Regions from separate parts of the Ovis aries genome. Here region 1 is linked to region 2. A link is a contact called in public Hi-C data. All regions are on one chromosome and are shown on one strand. Each heading gives the region's core, a stretch centred on a gene start, on an enhancer-like site or on the middle of the called end of the contact. The rest is flanking DNA. Distances are from core to core; before and after follow the strand shown.

Region 1 (6,253 bases), core at 3,167-5,666, 87 kb before region 2:
AGTCGGACACGACTGAACGACTAACACTAGTACTACTAGTTTCCAGCAGAAACTGGTGGCCCCATTGTTAGCTATCTGTTTGTTTATCTGTTCCAAGGCAGTATTTCTCAAGGTTTGGCTTTGTTGTTGTTTAGTTGCTTGTGACCCCATAAACTGCACCATGCCAGGCTTCCCTGTCCTTCACCATCTCCTGGAGTTTGCTCAGATGCATGTCCATTGAGTCAGTGAATGCCATCCAACCATTTTGTCTTCCGTTGCCCCCTTCTCCTCCTGCCATGAATAGTATGAGATGCTTGGGTGCGTGTCAAAAACCTAGAACTAGTGACTCCTCCCTTAGACCTGGATCAAAATCTACACATTAGATAAACTCCCAAGAAGGTTCTTTTGACAACCATTGCCCTAAATATTGATGAGCATAAAAATAGAAAAGTTAGTAGTAAGGTAGATTTTCGTAAATGTCTAACTTCTAAAAAATAATAGAAACAATAAGACTTTATAACTAGGTACAGTACTTCATGTTCTGATCTCTCCCATCTCTCTGCCCTTGTTCCTTCTAGCCACATTCTTCCTATCTCTTGGTCTAGCTCCATGACTCTTCTGAGCAATTTTCTGCTAATAATGAGACTTTAGCCTTTTTATCAACCTGGGCTTACACATAATCAGAACCTCCAAATTTTAACAAAAAGTAACCTCAGACTTCTTATCAACCCAGATGATTCACAGACAGTTGAATGCATAGTTGCTTATTAGAGTGGGAATAGACTCAGGTCATTAAAAAAGAATTAAAGTCGAAGTTTTTAAATTGACAGACTACTTTTCTGTTGGGGGGTCAGCATTTGAATGTAGATGCATCTTGTGGTGAGATAAAAATTTGTGCAAAGCCCCTGCCCTAGCCCAGAAATGAATTCACTACTCTCTGGCAACTGTTTTCTCCGTTCCCTATCACCTAGTGCTCCCCACAGCATGTATCCTGAAAGAAAGAGTCTGTTATCTCCCATTGGGTTTGTCAGTCAGCAGCCTGGTCAGGGAAGAGGAAAAACAAATGTTGATAAACTTGGGCGTTGCGCCACAGAAGCATTGAAGACAGCTTCCAGTGCGCCAGGAGAACACTCTTCAGTTCTTTAATGATGGCTGTCTCACACTCCCTTTGTGGCCTCACCACACTGTGTATGGCTTATAGAACTTTGCCAGAAGCACTGTGCCAGTGAAGGGAGATGGCAGAGTGACTCTCACTATAGAATTACTCCTGACCTAGTATCCCAGTTATCTGCAAACTCCAGCAGTCTCTGGGTCCTTAGTTTGTTGCAAGTTCATGTTATGGAGATTGGCCTTTTATCTGGGGAACCTCACTAAGTCAGTTATTAAGTTTGTCAGAGCAGGGAAGTTAAAACCACTACCTAAGAATTATCCACATAAGTCTCATTTCAAAGTCACAGTTCCCAAAGGGCTTAGTGCGTGTGGAAAATGTGAAAGAACCGTCTCACGTGAATCTTTCCCTGCAGGTCACCGCAGTGCCATTGGATTCTTACTGCAATGACCGAAGTGCAGAATATGAGCGGCGAGTGCTGAAGGAAGGAGGGAGTCTGGCAGCCAAGCAGTGTTTGTTGAATGGGGCCCCTGAACTGGCGGCAGACTGGCTGAATCGACGGTCCCAGTTCTTTCCAGAACCAGCTGGAGGACTGTGGAGCATTAGGCCTCAGAATGGCTGGTCTTTCATCAGAATTCCAGGTAACTTCTCCTTTCTCTTGGCATGTGTTCATTCTTTGGCAAGGGAAGAACCAGGCTGTTAACTTCACGCAGTGATTTCAAATATTTGGAATTCAAGAGTTCTTGGTGTTTCTATTTCCTCTTTTACCCTTAGTGACTATAGGTAAGAATACTGAAGTAATTTGTGACTTGACTGGGAAGAGAAATCTATTTTAGATTTCTGCCTAAATACTCTCTTTTGACAAGAGAAAGGAATACCACTCTTGGGTGGCCAGGATCCGGAGTTGGGGTGACGATGGGGCTGCAGTGCAGGGAGCGTAGGAAAATAAATTTGGTAAGAAAGGCTTTAGGTCGAATGAGTACAGTTGTCTTGTGCCCTTGCCAGTGGAATGAATGAGAATGTCGTCACTCGCAGAAAGCCTAGTTTAAGTAGCATAAACAGTGTTCTGCACGAAGCACTAGAGATCTGAATGATAACCAGAAGAAAAACAGTGTTTTGTGCCAAAATGCTAGCAGATTCCCAGACCTCCTAGGGTCAAGGTCGAGGGTTGAAAGGAAACTAGGTTTTCATCTTCACTTTAGAGAGACTACTTTAAGGAAACTGAATACAGGGTTCATAGGCTTATGTTCTTTGTTACACCTGCTGGCACACTGAAGTAGTAGCTTAAAGCTTCCACGTTTGTTTCAGTTGTCCAACTTCTCTGCCACTTTGATTGTGTTCATCTTACAGGCATATGAAGGAAGTAAACCAGAGTTAAGTGTTCAAAACAGAGGTTCTGCTGTTTCTAATAGATAACTGGGTTCTAGGCTTTAAGGCCTGGCTTTTCCATTTAATGTTAACTTTGTCAAGTGTTGAGGGACTTTGGGTCAACCTGTTAGTTGCTTTGGGGGTGCTTTGAACTGGAAGATACCATTTTGTGTATACAAGAGCAGTATTTATATGACTTCATATCTGACTTAAATTAGATGAAAGCAGTGGGTGCAGGTCTGTTGTTGGAAAATAAGGGGAAGCTCAGGTACAAAGCAGGCCTGGATGGTAGTAGGAATAGAGGAATAAAATCCAGCAGGTTTGGAAACCACAGAGTCCCAGGCAGAAGATGAGCACAGGTGTTGAAAGCAATAAGATAACACCTTATTTCTCCTTTCTCCCTTCTTCATTCTGACTCCCAAGTTCCCAGTACACAAGGAGAAGGCTTATTGCTGGCGCTGTGGGAATCTCTTGTGGCTTTTCCTGTTCTTTGAAAGAAAAATGGACCTTGTTTAAATAGCAGGAAGTGTCTGAGTTCTTTTTGCATCGATAAAAAGCACCAGCCTCACTGGCTGTTTACTGTGAGAACCAACCAGCTCCTCACTGACCCCATTGTGCTCAGTAGACTGGCTGGGCAGGGCAGTGGGGGGTGGAGGGGGTCACTGGAACCTGTATTTTATCTCTCTTTCCTCTATACTTTTACATTTTCTGTTTCCCTGGGAAGAGTTGGTTTCATTATATTCCTTGCAAGACTGATCAAGACTCTCCTGGATTTCACACCTTGAATGTGTCTCTGTCTCACCAAAAGAAGTATGTACAGTCGCTTCAAAAGTCTCCTCTCCTTGGAAAAAGGAGATTGTCTTTTACCTGTTATCCTAATTTTACTGCCACTGGATACATTCATTTTGTCGGTGACCCAACATCTTATACTGTGGTCAGTAAGAGCTTGTGTCTAAGTGAAAATACTGTAAGGTTGCATTGCAGGATTGTAGGAAAGACTGCAAGATGGTAGCATAGATCTGTTCATCTCACCATTTTTTGAGCTTCTGTTTTAAAGAAGGAGCTGGGCCCAGGTTTGGCTTGGCAGAATCAGCCTAATTTCTTGGGAATTGTGCTCTTCTTGACTCTATGCCCTGCTTAGCTACAGGTGGTATTCTTGTCCAGGGCAACTTTGGTAGCTCCTGAAAACTGAGTAATGGATGTCAGTCCCAGAAGGCACTGGTGTGTGCCATGGAAGAAAACACTTTTCTGCTGAAGTGTTTTAAGGGTGTTGCTGGTCACTTTCTTTTTAGATCTTTTCCTTCAGGCAAGTTCAAAGAAATCAGTCCATCCACTTCCATCTCCCCCACCTAAGCAGTAACAAGCTGACATTAGGTACAGCTTCTTGCTTCTTTTAGGTTCATCAGAGTTCTCTTCTAAGTGTATGTACATCTTCATCTCTGAGTTTTCCTAATCCTAGCATCAGTGTGTTCTGCTTAGCAAAGTAAAGTAGACGTGAGAAGCAGGAATGTGTGAAAATCATCGAATCGTGATTTTGAGATGAATTGAAACTTCTCAAAATTCACACACAAGACAGATTTGTATATGCTTAAATATTTGTCTTGAGGGAGTATATGCAAGTGGAAAGAGGAGATAAGCAAGCTGCAGAAATCTGATGCTCTTAGCTTGCCCGCTCTTACTCAGTGACTGAAAAATATATGGGTTTCTTTTTTTTCCCCTTCCTGTGCTTTTAATGAGAAACAAGGAAACTTATTGTCTGAAGCTGATTGGTACCTCTATGGGGAATGTTTAGGAGCTATCAAAATTGAGGGACCCCAGGGAACCCAATTAAAAGAAGGGTAATTGTGACAAGGAGAAACCCTTGGAGTTGTTATGAAAGCATTGCCTGCCTGATCAGACTGGGAATTTATACAGGCCTCCTTGTCTGGTGCCAGCAAGAGGGCTTAGCAGTCAGTTCTGTCCCAGCTGCAGTCATTTGATTGTGTTGGTCAGGAGACCAACAAAAAGGAGAGCATTTCAATAATCTAAACAGGACCAAACAAAGAGACTGAACAAAGGTGTGTGCCACAGCGTCAGGGAGTGGGGGTAGGGAGAGAAATGTGGCCTGGCAATGTTCCGAAGGTGGGAAAAGGCAGGCAGTAGCGCAGAGGAGTAAACATCCAGGACCTGTGGCTTTGTAGCAAAAACAGAGTGGCTGATGATTTGTTGTGATGCTGTCAGCACATCCGTTCTCATTCAGTTTATACAATCAGTTGTGCACTTGGCAGATAGTGGCGAGAACAGAGAAATGACCATTGAAAACTCTTGGATTGCTCTCAACAGCCAGCTTCTGTAGTTCAGAGGAGAAAAACCATGGGTTCAGACCTAGAAACTAAAAGTAGACAATATGTTTTTCTTAACAGTTTTCTTGTTTTACTTTTAGTAGTTGTATTTCTAGCCTTTCTGTCTCTCTTCTTATGTCCCACAACCACTTCCAAATATACTCTTACCTCTCTCATTCCCCTAAGTTTCATCTCTTCCCCTCCTAATATCAGCAATTGTTAGGGCATGTTTATGGACCAGTCTGCAAACAGGAAACTCTACTTCCTGAAATGTGATGGGAGTTGAATGATACTGAATGGATAAGATGAAAATTTCTGAGTTAAGTGTTCTCTAAAGATCTCTGGCTGAAATGCCTTTTTTTTTTTTTTTAAATGGGAGGAGGAAGGAGAAAGGCACAAATTAGTGAGTGAGAGCAGCTTCCATTTCCCAGAAACCCAAAGACTTTCTGAAAAAGCTGAATAAGCCCTAGTGCCTTTATTACAGCTTAGGATAATGATATTTACCAGCCAACCTATTAGAAATCATCCGAAAGAGAGTGTTTTTTTGTTTTGTTTTGTTTTGTTTTTTTAGTGTATTTCTTGGTGTTTAAGTATCTCTAGGGGCAGGTAAGAACTTTTATTTTCTTGAGTTCCAAAATCACTGCAGATGGTGACTGCAGCCAAGAGATTAAAAGACGCTTACTCCTTGGAAGAAAAGCTATGACCAACCTAGGCAGCATAGACATTACTTTGCTGACAAAGCTCCATCAAGTCAAAGCTATGGTTTTTCCAGTAGTCACTTATGGATATGAGAATTGGGCCATAAAGAAAACTGAGTGATGAAGAATTGATGCTTTTGAACTGTGGTGTTGAGAAGACTCTTGAGAGTCCCTTGGACTGCAGAGAGATCAAACCAGTCAATCCTAAAGGAAATCAGTCCTGAATATTCATTGGAATGACTGATGCTGAAGCTGAAACTCCAATACTTTGGCCACTTGATGCGAAGAGCCAACTCATTGGAAAAGACTCTGATGCTGGGAAAGATTGAAGGCAGGAAAAGGGGACGACAGAGGATGAGGTGGTTGGATGGTATCACTGACTTAATGGACATGAGTTTGAGCAAGCTCCAGGACTTGGTGATGGACAGGGCAGCCTGGCGTGCTGCAGTCCATGGGGTTGCAAAAAGTCAGACACAACTGAACTGAACTGAAGAGAAGCCCTTGTTTCTCTACATTCTCATGCCTTCAGGAGGTAAACCTTAATTTAGCCATAGAACTGGCAGAAAGAGATTCCTAGAGATAGAATGAACAAAGGAAAAACAGATTTCTCAGGTACTTACAGCAGGTATGGCATGGATGTTACTCTTAGATGTCCACATGACCTGCTGTCTCTTGAATAAGAATGTGGAACAGGGAAATTTTCAGGTACCTTAGCTGCTTAGCAGATGTCTTACTGGTAACTGTCAGTTGGGAAGGGACCTCCCTCCCTCCTTGAGGAT
Region 2 (6,938 bases), core at 3,583-6,082:
ACTGAGCCCTCTCCTTCTCAGCAAGAATAGCTTTGGCCTGAAGAGACAATGGGCCCAAGAGAGAAGCAGCTGAGGGTCTGTCCCTGACCTGAGAAACCTCTTCGTCCCTGACCTGGGAAGCCTCTTCTGACTGTAGGAAGGAAGCACTCCCGCTAGTTAGAAGGAAAGAAGGAGAGAGAGGAAGGCAAGGCAGAGACCTGCTGGCTGGAAGCAAGGGCCTTCATTGGTGGTGACCTGGCAGCTGCCCCAGCTTCATTTGCCAAACCCAGGGGAAGCCTGGAGAGCTAGGGCCAGGAGCCATGCCGCGGGTATTTCCAGCCACAGATGAGTCCAGGGTTTATGGCAGCCTCCACGGCAACTTTCCCAGAGCCCCTGGCTTCCCCTTCCCTAGCTCCTTCCTGTCCCCACCCTACAAATTAGGAGGGAGGCCACTGGGGAAGGGAGGGAAGGCTCAGGGGGCCGCTTCGTGGAGACCCTCAGGCTGCAGGCCTTGCCCAGCCTGACCTTGCCTCCTGCTGGGTCTCTCAGGACAGAGGGGACTCTGAGAGGGCTCACAGGGCTAGAGAACAGAGGGCATGGGACAAAAGCATTGCTGAGAACAGGGAACCTTCTGTCAACTATGCTGAAGGACAGGGTGGGATGGGGAGCAGAGCCTGAGTTGAAGGTAAAGGTTCAGGCGCCCCTCAGCCCTCTATCTGGGACCAGTTTCTCTGCCCCAAGGATTTTCTTCCCTCTCACTCACTAGCCTCCACCATGAGTGTGCTAGCCTCCACTCTCCTCTGCTCTTGTCCCCTCCCCAGCATACAGCTCACCTGTCCCTGAAACCTCTCTTTTCAGTAACCGTTGACAGGTGGGAAGCTCTCACCTGCCCCACCCCCTGCTCAGCCCTCACTCTCCTCTCCTGGCTCTGGCCTCCCCTTAGCATCAAGGCCCAACATTGCACCTGACCCCTCCATGTCCTCGTGCGCACTTCACCTTGCTCTGCTGAGCAACAACTCATCTCCTGGAAGAAACTCTGACCTCTCTTCAGTTCTCCACATGACCTCTGATCTCTGGGCCCAGACTCCACCCAGGACTTGAAGTGAGGAAGAGATAGGTGCTGGGGTCATGGCTCTCCCTCTCTGCAGCCCCAGAGCCTGGGAGTGGGGACTCCTCAGATGTGCCAGGGTCCCCTCCAGCCTCCCTGGGGGGAAAGGTCGGGCTAGAACCAGGAAGTGCTGTGCTTCACATACTCTCACACACAGAGAAAGAGCCAGGGGCAGGTGCCACCTCCATGAACAGCGACCTGAGCAGGTCCCTGAGGGACAGCTCCCTGAGGAACAGCTCCCTGAGGAAGACTGAGGAGCAATCTGACTGCCATGGTCAAGCAGGTGATGGGTCTTAAGCAGAGAATGGTGACCAACTGACTCCGTCTCCCACCACAGTCAGAATGAGAGGAAATGGGCTTCAATTGTGCCAGGAAGGATTTAGGTTAGACATATGGGAGAACTTCCTGTGACAGTGTCTACACTATGTATCCCAGTCATTAATCCATGTTGAACTCTCCCGTGGAGTTGATGAGAAATGCATGTTGATGCTACTAATGAGTAACTTGTCTTGCCTGTGATTAGTAAAGAGCCTCCAACCGAGAGGATTTTCCTTGTCCAGGAAGAAGTCCAGGGAGGCTTGAGAGGCACTAGGACCTGGGCCTCCTCTCAGCCCTGAGGGGTTTTTGGACAGTGTTAGACCGCTGTGAGTCAATGTCCTCTGCCTCTCCTGCCCCCAGTCCTCTGGCTGCTGCTCTCAGATCCAGCCCTGTGGAGCTGTCCAGCCACCTGAACTTTGCAGCAAAGAGGCAGGCTTACTTTAAGGTCTGGGAACTCACAGAGAATTTCCAGAGCAATGGTGAATACCTAGGATCTCCAACACCAGGGGCTTCAGCACGAACCTTAGCTATTTCTGTAAGTTTAGAAATAGACAGGCTTTAGCCTGGTTCTGTGCCCATTCACCCAACTCTCATGAGTCCTGCTCAGGCGGCACGAACATTTCCACTGCTGGAATCATTCTGCACTGAGATCCCTGTGTGTGTCGCCCCGTGGCTATGGTCGTCACCCTTGTCTCTTGCTTCCCTTCCTCTTCTAAGAGGCTTGATCCCCTACCCCCATTACCACCACCCTTCTCCAGGTAAGGAGGAAGCTGGAAAGAGCTAGGATGGGTCTATCGAGTGGGCATCAAAAGAATGCAGGCAAAAGACCTGTTCCGTTGTGGCATGGCTCTGTGCACCCCCATAATGAGTTTCCCTGGGTCAGAGCCTATGCATGTGGATGCATGTACACTCAGAGTTTGGTCCATCAGTCAACCAGTTGTGAATGGGGTTGACTACATGCCTAGCACTGGGCTATGGTCAGTGAGGCTAAAAAGAACATCAGATTCAGCTGCTAATGCCTATGGGACATGCAGATAACATTGAGGGTCCTGAAAAGGAATGTGATATCCTGAAGAACCAGGGTTCAGAGAGGCATGGGGGACCCCAAGTTCAAGGGAGGCTTTCTGGGTGGACTAGGGGAACACACTGAACCTGGAAAAAAAGAGCAGGACATAGAAAAAGAGAAGAGAGGGTATTCCTGCCAAGGAGGGTGGAGGGAGGAAAAGGATCAGGTGGAAACGAAGTAGGTAAGCTGGAGTGGACTTTGTATGTGGAGGGTTGGACGTGACGTTGGACAGAATATGGAGCTCTATCAGGCAGATTAATTCAGCCTTGATCAATGGGCTTTCAAATTGTGGTGCTGGAGAAGATTCTTGAGAGTCCCTTGGAGAGCAAAGAGATCAAACCAGTCAATACTAAAGGAAATGAACCCTGAATATTTATTGAAAGGACCGATGCTGAAGCTGAGGCTCCAATACTTTGGCCACCTGATGTGAAGAACCAACTCATTAGAAAAGACCCTGATGCTATGAAACATTGAAGGCAGGAATAGAAGGGACGACAGAGGATGAGATGGTTGGATGGCATCACTAACTCAATGGATATTGAATTTGAGCAAGCTCCAGGAGATAGTGAAGGACAGGGAAGCCTGCTGAACTGAATAAAGCGTGTTGCAGTCCATGAGGTTGCAAAGAGCTGTACATGACTTAGCAACTGAACAACAACAACAACGGGGAACCTTTGGGTTCTTGAGCCAAGGAGGGTGTTCTGCCACTATCTGGCAGTGGTATGCAGGTGGTCTGGAATAGGGAGGTGCAGAGGGAGGGCCAGAGACAGCTATGAGCCTTTCTGCATCTGTGGCTGGTGGCCAGGTGTACAGCAATGCCTGGGTCCTATCCTTGAGATATCTGGGCACCTGAGGTTGCCAGACCCCTGCTGACCTGCTGGGAGAGGCCCCATGCTTTCCTTGCCAGCGGCAGCTCTCTCCTTCCACCCTACCTTAGACAGAGCCCTGTAAACAAGAGCAGCCTCAGGGCATCCCTGACTCCTATACTGAGCATGGGGACTGCTTTGCCTAAGCCACCTCTCACACCCATCCCGCCCCCTTTCCTCCTTTTCTCCTCAGAGGCCTGAGGCCCTTCCTGGCAGCCTGCCTGAAAGAGGGTAAAGGGTTGGGTCAAGCTTGGGTTCATCCATCTTCAGGCCTGAAACCCACTGCAGGAATCTATAGTTGTCTCAAGGGAATGAGCTGGGGCCTTATATCTAGAAACTCAGGATGAGGTAAGCTCTCAAGGGCACCTAGGCCCACCCCATACTTTACACCCACGTGCTTGAATACCTCTAGAGACAGGACCCTCACCTCCTCCTCAGGCTGATCCTGCTCCTTAGGTGGTTCTGGTTATAGAAAGTACATCCTCTGGTTGATCCAAAAGTCCTGCTGTGATCAGAGACTAGTGGTGTGGGAGAGTTCTGTTTGGGCCTCGTTGAGGGGCTTCTGGAGTGGCATCGCTAGAGGGAGGGTCCACCAGCCTCTTGGGTCTAAGGTGGCTCTGCTAGGTCTTGAGGGCCTCCCTGCTGCGCCTGCCTGGCGCCCTGGGCTGGGGCAGTTCAACCGTGAGAAGTGCCAGTCAATTCCCAGCTCGGCTCTGGAGGTGGGGCAGCAAGGGTGAGGCCAGGCCAGCCCCGTCAGCCTTGTCAGCCTCACCGGGAGGCCAGGCTAGGGTCAGGCTGTCGCAAAGGCCGGCCCTCCCCAGGCTGAGATCATCGCCCTCCGGCCTCCATGGCAGCCCCCACCCCCAGCTGAGCTCACTGCCCTGGCCCGCTGGGGGACATTGTTGTCTCCTGGGCCCCTCCCCCGGGCTCAATGAGCTGTTTGTTGGCATGTCCGGCGCGGGCAAGGGGAGGGCGGGCACGGGGCGCCCGCACACAATGGGGATTCCGTCCATTCTGAGGTGGCTGCGGGAACCAGGCTGGCTTTGTCCCTGGGACCCTCATTCCCACCATTTAGCGGAGCCGGAACTCCAGGCGGAAGGCCCCGTATAAGAACAACAATGTCGTCACCCCGTCTGTGGGGGAGGGCACTGTGGGCCAGGCCTCTTGGGGCCCGCAGGACCCACAGTTCAGGGCTGCCTGAGGAGCACTCGGGACAGGTCTCAGGGCTGAGGCTGTGCCTCAAATCTGAGGGAGACTCAGGAGGCGGGTGACCCCCCCCCCCCCGCATGCCCTGCTGGTGCATCTGCAGCCCACAAGCGTGGAAGGGGCTTCCCTGGCATCTCTAGCTGTCTGCAGCTCCTCCCTGTGCAAAGATGAGAGCTAAGGTGCAGAAGGGGGCAAATGTACCCTGTATGCCCCGTTTGGGTGATGTGCTGTAGAGGTGCTGAGCTCGAGGCAGCCTGACCCACAGGCCTTTCTGCATGCAACTTGGGCAAAGACCTTTGTTCAAAGCTGGGCTCAAGCCCATTTCCGAGCCTCTAACTCAGCAGGCCTGGCCCTTCGGAAGCGGCGCTGGCTGCTCAGACAACAAGTGTTTATTTTCCAGGGTGAGGGGAACAGGACGTCACCGCGTTTCCCTCCTGCCTGGTGCTGCAGTGGTTCTCACAGTCTGGGCACTGGTGACATCACCAGCCTTTCCTCCTTGGTCCTGGCCTCCTTGCCTCTCCCTCCCCCCACCGCACACTCTGGCCAGGCTACACCGTTCTGAAGCTCCTGCTTCCGGCGAGGGCACTTCTGACCAGGTCCTCATGGAAGGCGTGAGGGTGGCCGGGAAATTACTGGATCAGCCCCTCTCACAGCCCTTGGCATTCAGGCCAAGCCTGGGGATAGCCCCTTCTTGATCACCCTCACCAGAGCACTTGGCGTCCCACCGGGCACGCTCCTAGAGTGATGCTGGCCCTTTAAGGGTCTTGGGAAGCCAGAACAACAGGAAATCCAAACGGCCTCATTAGGCAGCTCAGAGCTCAGCACAGTAATTAGTGCCCTGAAAACAAAACAAGGAAAAGCAGGTGGTGGTGCCCCCCCCCCAATCTCGGCTGCCCCCGGCGTGGCCTGTTAGTACCCAAAGCTAGGCAGCTGGGACTGGAGCCCCTCCCTTCTAAGCCCCCTCACCCCAAGCTCCTGAAGCCTGCTGTGTGCTGCCCAGGCCAAGGGTCAGAGCCTTAGCTTCTGGGGAGCAGGCAGTGGCTTCTTGGCCAATCATTTCCCCCTGGGAGAGGATGAAGCCCCAGGGACCTGCACTGGGGCTTCCCCTTTCCTGTAGCCAGGTGGCCACTTGTCCACAGCATTTTCCACCTGTTTGGAAAGGGCTGTGATGAAGGTTGGGAGCCGGGGTGGTCTTCTCCAGGGGGGAAGGGAAGACCCCTGGGAATCCCAGGCCATGAAGGGAGAATCCTGGTCTGTGGTCCAGCCTTTCAAGATCTCTGGTGATTCTGCAGGTGGGCAAGACAACTTGGACGGAGAGAATGGTAACCCACTGGCCCTCTGGACAGACCTTGACTTGTAAGCCCCTCGCCTGGTAAAAGCCTGGCCAGAAGCAAAAAAAGACCCTAGTGAGTTCTCTTCAGTCAGGCCCCAGGCCCCAGCTCATTCTACCCTCCACTGTCCCCCATCTGATGCCACTGGAACCCCACCTTGTCCCAGACCCCTGAGAGATCTTCTTTTATGTGTACTGCTGGGGGAGGTTAGCAGCAGCAGCAGCAGCTAGGGGAGGTACATATTGTGCTCCGCTTAAGAAACAAATAGTCACTCAACAAACATTTCTGGAGTATTCAAAATACTCCATGCACTGTGCTCGTGGGGAATTCATGAGAAGGTTTCAAGGAATTTAGATGGTAGTTACCTTGAGATAGCTCATTACAGTCCCTCCCTCTGTTTTGAGAAAGCCTTTGAGAGGAGGGGCTGTGGCTTTCTGTGTGTGCACATCCCCTTGTAGACGAAGCTCTTAGGAGACTGGGACATGCTTGTGAACATTTAAAAATGAACCAAGAAAAAAAAAAGAATCAGAAATAGTCTAACTTTAGAGTAAGTTCAGTATTTGGCATGGCACAGCAGCAGCACTCTGGCAGGGCCCCCCAGTTGCTGGGGAAAGTCACAAAGGCTCAGAGCAGAGATCTCCCGGAGGACCCTTAAGTTTTGTGCAGAGCAAGGGCTAAGGGCATTGTGGGGAAGGAACCTCGGGTCATCCTGAGAACAAAACTGGAGATGACGCTGGGAGGTAGAGAGGAGCTGTGCTGGGCTTGCCTGGGCTGCAGGCTGTAGGGGGTGGGGTGGGGGTGGGGGATCCTGGGCGGGAGAGCTGGGCAGGTTGAGTATGGACCGTGGCCAGCCTATGGCCAGTGAATGGGGCTGTAATTAAGCTGCGGGTAGGTTTCTGGTCACACTCCTGTTGGCTGAGAACAAAGGCCCCAGGCGTCATTGCCCAGGGGGAAGGAGAAGGAGCAGAGGGAGGGGGCGGGGTAACCCAGAACCTGCTATTGGGTTGGGCAGCTGGCCTCCAGCTGGTCAGGGAACTCTGTGGGCACCTCTGGAGCCACCGGCA

The links. A called contact is a pair of places that touch in the nucleus more often than the background predicts.
Region 1: a Hi-C map of liver shows a contact between it and region 2, with 2.7 times the contacts expected there. The contact joins two enhancer-like sites. A contact is called at or near these places in 6 of 16 Hi-C or Micro-C datasets (hypothalamus, liver, muscle and 2 more).

What each region holds. Positions count from the first base shown.
Region 1 is chr7:34,739,969-34,746,221 of ARS-UI_Ramb_v3.0, reverse strand. INO80 (INO80 complex ATPase subunit) reads left to right here. Exons shown (of 36, transcript XM_042252297.1): 26 at 1,503-1,728. Among named protein-coding and RNA genes, the nearest start is that of CHAC1, 56 kb to the right of the region's middle. Within about 2 kb of position 4,416, at least 13 of the 54 cell types and tissues checked have an H3K27ac peak or open chromatin away from gene starts, as enhancers often do. A contact at or near this core is called in hypothalamus and liver, where this site is marked.
Region 2 is chr7:34,652,720-34,659,657 of ARS-UI_Ramb_v3.0, reverse strand. No RefSeq gene overlaps it. Among named protein-coding and RNA genes, the nearest start is that of DLL4, 8.3 kb to the left of the region's middle. Within about 2 kb of position 4,832, at least 22 of the 54 cell types and tissues checked have an H3K27ac peak or open chromatin away from gene starts, as enhancers often do. A contact at or near this core is called in hypothalamus and liver, where this site is marked.